Linked DNA regions of Mus musculus: region 2 is linked to region 1. The links are chromatin contacts, called in public Micro-C maps. All regions are on one chromosome and are shown on one strand. Each heading gives the region's core, a stretch centred on a gene start, on an enhancer-like site or on the middle of the called end of the contact. The rest is flanking DNA. Distances are from core to core; before and after follow the strand shown.

The links. Hi-C and Micro-C count contacts between places; a contact is called where the count stands out from the background.
Region 2: a contact with region 1 is called in a Micro-C map of embryonic stem cells, with 1.9 times the contacts expected there. The contact joins the promoter of Pidd1 here to the promoter of Drd4 in region 1. A contact is called at or near these places in 6 of 39 promoter capture datasets (cranial neural crest, embryonic stem cells, liver and 2 more), 1 of 484 Hi-C or Micro-C datasets (embryonic stem cells), 4 of 115 datasets of contacts at active chromatin or transcription factors (bone marrow-derived macrophages, effector CD8 T cells, embryonic stem cells and 1 more) and 3 of 9 other capture datasets (adipose tissue, liver and pancreatic islet).

The regions. Positions count from the first base shown.
Region 1 is chr7:141,290,471-141,296,604 of GRCm38.p6, forward strand. Drd4 (dopamine receptor D4) reads left to right here and starts at 1,548. Exons shown (of 4, transcript NM_007878.3): 1 at 1,548-1,843; 2 at 3,243-3,355; 3 at 3,443-4,014; 4 at 4,189-5,994. The coding sequence starts at 1,568. The coding sequence ends at 4,391.
Region 2 is chr7:141,442,468-141,448,403 of GRCm38.p6, forward strand. It overlaps Pidd1 (p53 induced death domain protein 1), which reads right to left and starts at 1,558. Exons shown (of 16, transcript NM_022654.2): 1 at 1,502-1,558; 2 at 501-886; 3 at 1-97. The coding sequence starts at 810. Rplp2 (ribosomal protein, large P2) reads left to right here and starts at 5,184. Exons shown (of 5, transcript NM_026020.7): 1 at 5,184-5,240; 2 at 5,441-5,564. The coding sequence starts at 5,442.

The DNA.
Region 1 (6,134 bases), core at 298-2,797:
CAGCTGCAGATAGTTTCTGCAATTGTGTGATGTTTGGAATTCTGGGAACTTTTCAGTTATATAAATGCCAGGGCCCCGAGAGGTGGGGTGTGGTGGTTGATGTTTGGGGGAGCCGGGGTTGGATGCTGTCTGTTAGTAGTCTAGTAGTCATGCTCAAAGAAGAAATAAAGGGATCTCTCCCACCTCCCCTCTCTCTTTCTTTTCCTCCCATCTAGTGATAGGGGGTGTAACAGGGGGAGGGGAGATAAAGGGTGGGAGAGAGAAGAACCCACAAAGTAGCAAATACCAACTACAGTCTACCTCCACTTGAAGATAGCCCTTTAGTCACAGGACTCCAGGTAATCTCTCTCAGCATTAGTAAGCCCATATACAAAAATTCTTTCATCAGCATAGTCCCCAGGTACTTTCACTGCAAGGGCTCCCAATCTTCCAGGGACTGTCCTTGCTGCTGTCTCTTCTCCTGTCCTGATTCTACAGTGTCCTCTCAACCTGTGCTGTCCTGTTCCAGCCTAGGTTCCTGTGCTGGCACAGAGAAAAGTATGGCCTCCAGATGTGGCTTGGGAAAAGAGCCCCCATGTGAGAGTTCTCTCAGCTCAGAGAGTCCTTGTCAGGTAACCCTGGTAGTCAGCGTGCCATACAGTATCAAATGCAAGGAAGCTGAGGGTCAAGATAGGAAGTGGGGTAACCACTCAGCGGCCCACAGAGGATGGTTAAGGCTTAAGGCTGAACCAGACATGGTGGTCCACACTCTTTAATTCCAGCACTCCGGAGACAGAGGGGAGGCCGAAGGATCTGAGTTCAGTGCTAGCCTGCTGTACAGAATAAGTTCTAGGACATACGCAGGGAAACCCTGCCTTGAAAAGTCAACAACAACAATAATAAAATTAATAATAATATATTAGATAAAAAGTTAAGACTGGGCCTTGGAGGTGCCAATTATCAATTTCACCATGGTCCGCTTAAGCACTGACTGATGGAGACTTGGGAAGAGAGATGGTGAGAAAAGTAGGGCCAGCCAAGGCCTGGATCCCAAGAGTTGCTGCACATCTGCCCACAGAGAATGAGCTTGGTGTGCTGCTCAGTATTGCTAAGCCCAGAACCGTTAGTGAAAGAGGCGAGGAGCCTTTAACCTGTTCCAGAACCAGAGCTGATGGTTTCCCACGTGGGAAGGACCCCAGTGCAGGAGTATAGATAGGTTCTCCACATCCTCCAAGGTATCTTGGAGAGCCGCTTTTGACAGGTAATTTAGTGGCCTGTCTCCTGGCCAGGATGGGATGGCTGGCTCTGACGAATCTGGTCCAGACAACCTGCTTTTCTACCTAGGTTTCTGGAAGCACAAACTAGCCCCGATGAGGGGACACATCAGCCGCTGCTTAGCCTTTTTATGCCAGTCACTTCGCTCATTTCTCTTGAATTGAAGCATTTCTCCCTCTGCCAATTTCCTAGAGTTCAGAAATTCAAGCCGGGGCGGGGCGGGGCTGGACGCGCTGGGGGCGGGATTCCGGGTAGCCCCTGCCTGCAAATCCCCAGGCTCAGCGCCTCCCGGAGCGGGTTCAGCAGTGGCACCATGGGGAACAGCAGCGCTACTGAGGACGGTGGGCTGTTGGCCGGGCGTGGGCCAGAATCCCTGGGGACTGGCGCCGGGCTTGGGGGCGCGGGCGCGGCGGCGCTGGTGGGGGGCGTGCTGCTCATCGGCTTGGTGTTGGCAGGGAACTCGCTCGTGTGCGTGAGCGTGGCCTCCGAGCGCACGCTGCAGACACCCACCAACTACTTCATCGTGAGCCTGGCTGCTGCCGACCTCCTCCTCGCGGTGCTGGTGCTGCCTCTCTTTGTCTACTCCGAGGTGAGCCTCGGTGCGCTCTTCCCCTACCTCCACTGCTCCCAGCCCCCCAGCCCCAGCGCAGTTTCGCGCTTGGACCCTCAGCCACCTTGAGCCAGGGTGTTTGCAGGGACGTCAGGTCTCCTCACTCCTGACTATCCACTCTCTCCCGCTCTTCAGAATCTTTCGCCTACTTTTCCTCTTGTCCGTCACCCTACCATCCTCTGGATTCCTTCCTACTCTGTCTGAGAGCTACCTACCCAGAGAGGACTCGTGTCCCTAAAACCAAGAATCGCAGAAAATTGTCCTTCCTATTTAAGCCCTGGCTTCCACTGCAGAAATGCTGCATCCCCCAGCCTGTGGCAAAAAACAGCTAGCTAGACAGGCGAAAGTGCAGACACGCAGCATCAGCATCACTACCGATGACTACTGCCTTTTGGGAACACACACACACACACACACACACACACACACACACACACACACACACCCCAGCCTGTGCCAGCTCACTCTCACCCTTCGGAAGAAGCCCAAAGCCTGCAGCCACCCAGCTCCCAGGAGCTCGGAGCAGCAAAGGGTGAAGGCAGAGAGGCCTGGGCAGGATACTGAACCTGAGGGGCCGCTAAAGGGAGTGGGTTCAGGACCTTTTGGAGACTCCTGGAACACAGACACCCCAGATCAGGTCTGGCTCGTAGGTGGGTCTGCTGTGGTTACTGGCAATTCTTATCTGCCCACGGTTTGGGCAGGGTGGGGTGGGGTGAATGGTATTTCTAAAGAAGACCCTGAGTTCTGGAGCTGGAGCAGAGGCCAGTGGCCACACTTGACCCCAGGTCCTCCCCAAGGCACAGACGTCACTGTGATGATTCTTAAGCTCATAATCATCCCAAATCAGTGTGAAGGGATTTGGGGACGGCTGGTTTGAGACGGCTGTGTGCTCCTTTGCCCTTGAAAAAGAACACTCCGTGCAGCAGATTCACAGACAGCCCGGCGAGGTCTTTGTATTTTTAGGACACATTTGTCCTCAGGACAATTGCCATGTGTCCAGCAAGTGAAGAGACCTATCCAAAGCCCCACAGCAGTGACAGTTCATGCAGGGAGGATAACTCGAGTCTTGGAGGTGGGTAGGATTTGTGTTTAGGGGGCCAGGCTTAAGAATTTAGGGCCTCCTCTCCCCTAGATGTTATCAACCCCCCTGGGTCTTACCCAAGCTTCTCACATAACCAAAGAAGACCTAAGTCAAGAGGCAGGTCTGTTTGCACGTTCTGTCTCCAACACATGTCTCAGGCTCACATCGGGCTTGTATGCCCCCTTCCCTCTAATACACAGCCCTCGATTCCCCTCAACAAGAGTGGGGGTCAGCAAGTCCGCGGCTCAAAGGTCAGGCAGGTCTTGTGTTTCATTTCTGCAAACTCTGCGTGGCCAGGTCCAGGGTGGCGTGTGGCTCCTGAGCCCCCGTCTCTGTGACACGCTCATGGCCATGGACGTCATGCTGTGCACCGCCTCCATCTTCAACCTGTGCGCCATCAGCGTGGACAGGTGGGTACCCCGGACGACCCCTCTCCCAGTCCCACCTCCGGGTTAGCCGCCCCACTCGGCAGCTTCACCGCTCCTGTGCTCCTCTAGGTTCGTGGCCGTGACCGTGCCGCTGCGCTACAACCAGCAGGGTCAGTGCCAGCTGCTGCTCATCGCCGCCACGTGGCTGCTGTCCGCCGCGGTGGCTTCGCCAGTGGTGTGTGGCCTCAATGATGTGCCCGGCCGCGATCCGGCCGTGTGCTGCCTGGAGAACCGAGACTATGTGGTCTACTCGTCCGTCTGCTCCTTCTTCCTGCCCTGTCCGCTCATGCTACTGCTTTACTGGGCCACTTTCCGCGGCCTGCGGCGCTGGGAGGCAGCCCGGCACACCAAACTTCACAGCCGCGCGCCGCGCCGACCCAGCGGCCCCGGCCCGCCGGTGTCGGACCCTACTCAGGGTCCCTTCTTCCCAGACTGCCCACCTCCCTTACCCAGCCTCCGGACGAGCCCCAGCGACTCCAGCAGGCCGGAGTCAGAGCTCTCTCAGAGACCCTGCAGCCCCGGGTGTCTGCTCGCTGATGCAGCTCTCCCGCAACCTCCTGAGCCGTCTTCCCGCAGAAGGAGAGGCGCCAAGATCACGGGAAGGGAGCGCAAGGCAATGAGAGTCCTGCCGGTGGTAGTCGGTGGGTTCCTGTCCTGGGACAAGAGTTGATAGAGGGAGGGAGGGAGGGAGGGAGGGGTCCCGGGAGCTGAGGCCGGGGACAGGGGGAGGGTCCAGGTTGGAAGGGTGAAAAGTGGGGGGTCCTGGGTGAGGGACCTGGAGTGCGGGTGTACAGGCTCACGCCGCCCATCCCCAGGGGCCTTCCTGGTGTGTTGGACGCCTTTCTTCGTGGTGCACATCACGCGGGCGCTGTGTCCGGCTTGCTTCGTGTCTCCGCGCCTGGTCAGTGCCGTCACCTGGCTAGGCTATGTCAACAGTGCCCTCAACCCCATCATCTACACCATCTTCAACGCGGAGTTTCGAAGTGTCTTCCGCAAGACTCTCCGTCTCCGCTGCTGAAAGGATGTCCTGCAGAGGTCAAGGAGTTCCAAGACTGTGTGCAGAGTGCGCTGGCGCGCATTCTTTCAGTCTGATTAAACGAAATCTTTTCTAACCACTTATGAAGGCTGGGGGTTGGGAAAAAGAAAAGAAAAGAGGAAGCTCTTTTGTCTGGATGATGCCCCCCCCCGCCCCTGCCCCAGTTAACTTCTGTCTTTGAGGATGCTCAGTTCAGCTCCAGGAGGCAGGAGGCTTCTGAAGTCTCTGCCCCAGAAAAGTAGGGGAACTACTACATCTGCCTTAGTTTCCCCTCACTATGAAAAGTGACCAAGTGTCCTAGAAGAGGAGCTAGAGGAATTTCCTGAGGCTGCTGGGTCCTCAGGATCCTATCCAGGCCAACTCTTGCTCCTTGGAGAGCTAGGGAGGGAGGGCTCTGCTGTCATTGAAGGGGTGGTGGGTATCCTATTTTGGAAACTTTCTGAGTACAGCACACATAGCTTTCTACCAGCCTTTCTCCAAAAGGTGCCTGAAACTCAGCACTGACCAAGTTCCTCAAGGTGCCCTCTGGAAGGGAGCCCTCCACTCAGACCCACCCAGTCTGCCTTTATTTACCCTATGTATGTCCAGCATCTGGGTATCTATGTGACCAGGCGGCAAGGTTCAAGGCTGGACTAAGGGGCCCAAGCAGCCAAGGTGTTGGGGCTCCTTGGCCAAGGCCCAGTCCTACAAGAAGAGGTGATTCCTGATAGGGACTGCCTACCCTAACACTTTTCCCTCCCCCGTCCTGTTATGGGAGAGATGTGACTCAGGGCTGCTGTGGGCAGGAGTGCAGGGGGTCTGTGGGGGGGTGGTCCTAGGCTGGGGTCCCACATCAAAGGCAGCTGGCACAATGTGTCACACTCTGTTCTCAATATTGAGGAATAATGAGCTGTGAGTGCTACAGTAGTAGCACCCCCCCCCCCACACACACACATTTTATACTAGCTCTGGTTGAACAGGGACAATTCCCCAGCACAGAGGGAAATTGCCATAAGGCCTCACTGGGCTCTAGATGCTCATGCCCCTGCTGTGTCATCTGTTGACCTTCCAGGACCAGCATGCTCCTAAGGGGCCAATGGGGTCTTGGGTTCATGTCTGTCCACATAGAGTCTAGTATTAGTGGAACTGAGGCTCCCTTAAGTTTTGCCCCTGGAGACCCTAGGATACCAAATGTGCCTGGCCTTTGCTGATTTCCACTGAACTGAAAGGCTCTACAGATACAAAGGTAAGGTTGAAACTCATGTGAGGGGGACAGAAGTCTCTGGAAGCTTGGGAAACTAAGCCCCAAGGGCCCATGCCCCTAGACCTTTTGAGTTTCTTCCTTAGAGGAAAGGGAAACAATAAATTGGATGAATTCCAGGTGGCATGTGTCACTCATCCATTGCTCTTGGGTGGTCACTACCCCAAAACCCATCTTGGTGTTCTGGGGCCCTCATTTGGTGACACTCCTTGGGGGTAGATGCCATGGATGCCCCTGCAGGCTGTCCCATAGGGTTGGGCATTTCCTTGATGACTTTGCCATTTTGGTCTTGTTTTCCTGCCACTGTTAGTATTAAACTGAGCTGTATAATCTCAGCTAACTGCATGCATGGTCTGGGTGGCTAGTTACAGCTGAGGGCTTCTCTGCCACCAGAAAACAACGGCAAGGCTCCTCTTGCTCAAAGGGTTGGAGAGGCCCAAGGCTTGATTCCAATTAAATAGGATGGTCACGGAGACCTTATTCAG
Region 2 (5,936 bases), core at 308-2,807, 150 kb after region 1:
TCTAGGTGAGCCAGGCAGGCCAAATCACTCAGGCCAGCAGGCAGAGTGGTCAGGGTTCCATGGAGGCAGGCACCCAGGGCACCCCGGCTCTGGCCACCTGGAAGTGGGGAAGACAGCTATAGCCCTCAAGAGTTGGAGTCTCCCCCATTCAGCGCTGTCAGAGAAAGCCTCCCTTTTAAGCCAGCCAGAGGGACAAAGAAGACACCAGCTCGTAGAAGCTGACAGCATCACCCCAGGAAAACTGGGATCTACAGAGACCCGGCTGGGCACATTCAGGGTTCTAGGCTCAGGAGACAGAGCCCAGCGAGCCTCACTTTGGGGGAGGAAGGTGATAGGGCTAAGGACAAGGGACAGTTGTGGGGTAGGGGTTCACACCTGATGTGCGGGGAGAAGAGAGGTTTGGAGTTAGGGCTGGGACAAGGATGGCCTTTGTGTCCAAGAAGTAGAGTCAAAGCTGGACAGAGATGAGGACAGGGTCAGGAAGGAGCAAGGGTACTCACCTTTGAGGACCAGGGAGCGAAGGCGCAGCAGACTCCACGGAACCTTGGCTAGGGTGTCATCCAGCAGCTGAGGGTCCTCATGGGTGCTGAGCCGCAAAAACTCCACTTGCAGCAGCTGTGGGGGCTGCTGGGAACACAGGTACTGTAGCCGATGGCAGCCCCCTGGGCGTAGGTCCAAGTTCAACTGGTTCCCAGCCGGGAGAAAAGGTGCTCCAGGCCCGGCATCCACAGCCTCCAAGGTGGATGTTGCAGCATCCTCTGCAGCAGCTGCAGTTTCCTCCGGCTCCTGCCCCTCCAACACTGCAGCCATCACCCATGGAAGGTCCTCGGGGACCAGACATGTCCCAGCTTGCCAAGCAAGCCTGCTTAGGCAAGGCTGATAGAAGCTGGAGAAGCAGGGGGAGGAGTAGGCTGTAGGGGACCAGCTCCCCCTCCAGGTCAGAGCAACAATAACTCAGCTTGGAAACCCGGGAGCTCTTGAGACCACCAGCCCAAGAACCCTGGGCACAAGGGGTAGTGAGTGGAGTGGTCACTGCAGCCCTACGGCTTGCATCTGTGCTGGATCCTTCTGCCTGGGAGGGGCACCAGGCAGGGCGACTCTGAACAGCATAGCTTGGAGAACTCTGCTTAGATCAAGGACAAGGAGAGGGTTTCCACCTCAATTCTGGAATCTGCCCAAGTGATCCCTGATCCCTACAGGGCTCTGGAAATAAGGACACACTTTCTATCTTCACACCCAAATGCATGGGGAGAACCCAGAACCTTCTTCCACTGCAGACGTTCACTGTGCCCGAGAGGGTCAGTAAACAGTGCGAAGGGGAGCCAAGAGGACTTTGGGGTTCTTGTGCTAGGGTCCCATATCGCGGTCCCTAGTAGACACTCTTGAGCCACAATTCCCAATTCACACCTCCGTCAAATGGGGAAAGCAGAGGGGGTCTCGGTAGGTGAGGAATCGCTTTGGTCCCGCCTCTGGAGCAAACTTCCCGCCTCCCATTGAGTACCTGCCACGCTGATCTCCCCGCCAGTCTAGGCGCGCTCTGTGCTGCCTTCCCGCCGGCGCGCTTCCGGGCGGGCCACCCGTCGGGCTCCGCCCCTCCGGGCTAGCCAGTAGGAATTCTCCGAGGTTCTTATGGCTCCTTCCTTTTCTGTTGTTCGCACTAAGGGAAGCCGGTGACCCGCAGGAAAACTTACACTTTCAGATCTCTGCAACCCCAGACCTGTGGTGGCACTGCATAGTCTGGGTCTCAAGTGCATTCTAAGACAGGAATTTTGGGTTAACAGAGTATTGTCACACTCCTTGCTAGAAGCTAGAACCTTGAATGCTGGCTTCCTGGGGGGAACCGCTCTAGGAAAGTAGTTCTCAGTCTGTAGGTCGCGACCCCTTTGACAAACTTATATCTCCAAAAGATATTTACACTGTGATTCATAACTAGCAAAATTACAGTGATGAAGTAGCAGGAATAATTTCATGGTTGGGGTCACCACATCATGGGAACTGTCAAAGCATTAGGAAGGTTGAGACTCAGAGTCTCCAGGACTTCCATCTCAGGCTTTGCAGTGAAGTCCAGCTTATTGGAGCTAACCATTGATCATTACTGTGGGCCAACTCCCTACCTAGGCAGTGAGTTGCCTGGCTTTTCCTCCCTGACTTAGGTGGGTCTCAACACAAACAAACTTGAGATAGAAGTTCTTGCCTGCTGGGCGTGGTGGGCACTTCTTTAATCCCAGCACTCGGGAGTTCGAGGCCAGCCTGGTCTACAAAGTGAGTTCCAGAACAACCAGGGCTATACAGAGAAACCCTGTCTAGAAAAACCAAAAAAGAACTTGCCTAAGTCCTTTAGTTGATTAATATTGAAGCCAACACCCAGAATCCTCAGTGGAGCTGGTGGACTGGAAATGACCAAGTGACTGTTCTACAGTCTAAGTGATGGGCAAGCTTCCTGCAAGGCCTCTCTGCTTCCATTCTAGCACCTGCCTCTTTCTCACTGTTTCCATAAAGGTGCCAGATGGTGCTTTATAAAAACCAGCCCCAGGGGCTTAGTCTAATTGTGCTCACCTCAAGTGCAGTGCCTTTCTGAGATGGGAGAACTGCTGCCCCGGGCTGCACAGCAAGACCTGTCTCAAAAGCAATCATCCTAGGAATATTCCTTAAGTTTATATTAATGAGCATGGTGGTATTTGCCTTTAATCTGCAAATGAGCTCTTCACCATTGAGCCATCTCTCCAGCTATTTTGGGTATTATTTTACAGTTAAAAAAAAAAAAATCACAGCCGGGCAGTGATGGCACACACCTTTAATCCCAGCACTTGGGAGGCAGAGGCAGGCGAATTTCTGAGTTGGAGGCCAGCCTGGTCTACAAAGTGAGTGCCAGGACAGCCAGGGCTACACAGAGAAACCCTGTCTCGAAAAACCAAAAAATAAAAATAAGTAAAATTCACGACAGTTGGTGGTGGCTAATGCCTTTAATCCTAGCACTCTGGAGGTGGAGGTAGATAGGTGGATCTCTGAGTTAGAGGCTAGCCTGGTCTATAGAACAAGTTCCAGGACAGCCAGGGATACACAGAGCAGCCCTGTTTTAAACAAACAGAAAAGTCACAACATAAAAAATCATGCCAGGGGCTGGAGAGATGGCTCAGAGGTTAAGATAGTTCTTCCAGAGGTTCAATTCCCAGCAACCACATGGTGGCTCACAAACATCTGTAATGGGATCCGATGTCCCCTTCTGCTGTGTCTGAAGAGATCAATGGTGTTAAAATAAATAAATAAACCTTAAAAAAAAAAAAATCGCCTGGCGGTGGTGGCGCACACCTTTAATCCCAGCACTTGGGAAGTAGAGGCAGGTAGATTTCTGAGTTCGAGGCCAGCCTGCTCTACAGAGTGAGTTCCAGGACTGCCAGGGCTACACAGAGAAACCCTGTCTTGTATAAAAAAAAAAAAAAAAAAAATCATGCCAGGTATGGTGTGCGTGTCTTTAATTCCAACCAGTACTATGGAAGCAGAGGCAAGTGGATTTCTGTGACAAGCCAAAGTTACATGATAGGTCAATGTCTCAAAATTAAAGAAAATAGAAGTGTGGAGAAATGGCTCAGCAGTTAAGAGCACTTGCAGAATAATTTGGTCCAGTGGCCAGCATCAGTAACGGGCATCTCACAACTGCCTGTACCTCCAATTCCAGGGGAACTGATGTCTTCTTCTGGCTCCCAAAGGCACTGCACACAATGTAGTGCACATGCAAACCAAGGTGGGACACACACATTCACATCTTTTAAACAAATCACTAGGTGTGGTTGCCCACACCTTTAATCCCGGCACATAAGAGGCAGATCCTGGGGCTGGAGAGATGGCTCAGCAGTTTAAGAGCACCGACTGCTCATTTTTTTTTTTGTTTTGTTTTGTTTTGGTTTTTTTTTTGTTTGTTTGTTTGTTTGTTTGTTTGAGACAGGGTTTCTCTGTATAGCCCTGGCTGTCCTGGAACTCACTTTGTAGACCAGGCTGGCCTTGGACTCAGAAATCCGCCTGCCTCTGCCTCCAGAGTGAGTGCTGGGATTAAAGGTGTGTGTCACCACGCCCAGCTTTTTTTTTTTTTTTTTTTTTAAAGAGGCAGATCCTGTGGATCTCAGGGAATGGAAGTGAGAAGGGGAAGAGAGGTCTCCAGAGCCTAGTGTAGAGACAGTTTTTTTGAAACAGGGTCTCTCTGTGTAGCCTTGGCTATCCTAAACCTGCCATTCCCTCCCAAGTACTGGAATTAAAGGCATGCAACACCCTCTCCCAACGAGGCAAAGGTTTACTTTTTTTCTTTTAAATATTTACCTATTTGTTTTACATGAGTGTTCTGTCTTGATACACACCAGAAGAGGGAATCAAATCCCATCACAGATGGTTGTGACATGTGGGTGCTGGGAATTGAACTCAGGACCTCTGGAAGAGCAGTCAACGTCCAAACTATTAACCCCTGAGCCATCTCTCCAGTCAAAAAGCTTTTGATCCCAACACTCTGGAGGCAGAGGCAGGCGATCTCGTGAGTTCTTGGCCAACCTGGTCTACATAGAGGTCCAGGATACCCAAGAGTATATAGAGAAACCTGTCTCAAAAGAAAAAAAAAAAAGGAGGATGTTTCTAGATATGGCCGTAATCACTAGGACCCAGAAAGCTCGCCCAACTTTTCCAAACCAGCTGAACTTGGGAGCCATCAGCCCCAGCCCAACTTAGGACCTCTGTTGCCCAAGAACAGGAAGGACCCATAGCACCACAGTTTGAACCAATAGCCGCCCACCCAGCCCACGTGCAACAAGAAAAAGCTAGAAGGGAGCACACTTCCGGTATGAAGGTCTTACAGTGAAGCGTCATGGGATTTGTAGTTCGCCTTAATAAGACCAGGGCGGGGCCTTCGCGCTGCATTTTGGGAGCTGTGGAGCCGAGTAGCATGCTGGGGACGCGAGGCGTTAAAGGGGTTTGAACGCTACGCCCGTGCCCGCATGGATTTCGGGAGACTCTCGTCCATGTTGCAGAGGCCCCTGGCACTTGAAAAATCCCTCGTTTTTGTTGTGGGGAAGACATGACAGGGAAATGTCTTCCTTCCGGTGCACCCTTTTCGTCAATGGGAGGCGTCCCCGTGCGCCGCCGTACGCGTCCCGGGGGCTTCTGGGTAGCGGTTTACCCCCGCCCACTGCGTCAGCGTCTTCCTTTCGCCGCCGGACGCCGCCGAGGTCGCACGCGTGAGGTCTGTCCCCCGCAGCCGAGTGAGTAGCCTGGCCGCCTGGGCCGCGAACAGTGGTGGGGACTGCGGGGTTGGATGACGGCCGGGAGGCGAGGGTGGCGCAGCATTCTGTGACCGGAGGCCTGGCGCCTCACGTGGCCTCACTTGCTGCTTAAAATGGAGGGGGAAGCAGAAGGCCTCTCGGATAACCTCACCACTGTACCCACTCCCTGCCCCATTTAGCATGCGCTACGTCGCCTCTTACCTGCTGGCCGCCCTCGGGGGCAACTCCTCTCCTAGCGCCAAAGACATCAAGAAAATACTAGACAGCGTGGGCATCGAAGCGGACGATGATCGGCTCAACAAGGTAGCATGCTGCTTGCTTGGACCCGCTGGATCCAAATGTCTACCAGCGGCGGTCCTTATCCTATTATGTCCGGATTTTACTTTTAAGAAAAATTGTAGATAACCTGTTGAAAAGGATGGATGGAGGAGGCCTACACCCATCTTAGTCATAGTTTTCTCTTTAGTCCTTGTGCAATCGAAGAAGTCAGTCGTGATAATCGTGCTTTTATAGAAGTTTAATACAACTCATGTTGTGTGATCTTATTTTTTGAGACAAGGCCTCACCGTGTAGCTCTGGCTAACCTGGAACTCACTGTGTAAACCAGTTTTCTAACTTTTTTTTTTTTAAACTAGCTTTGCAGTAAAGGATGTATGTGTGTAGATGCCAACAGAG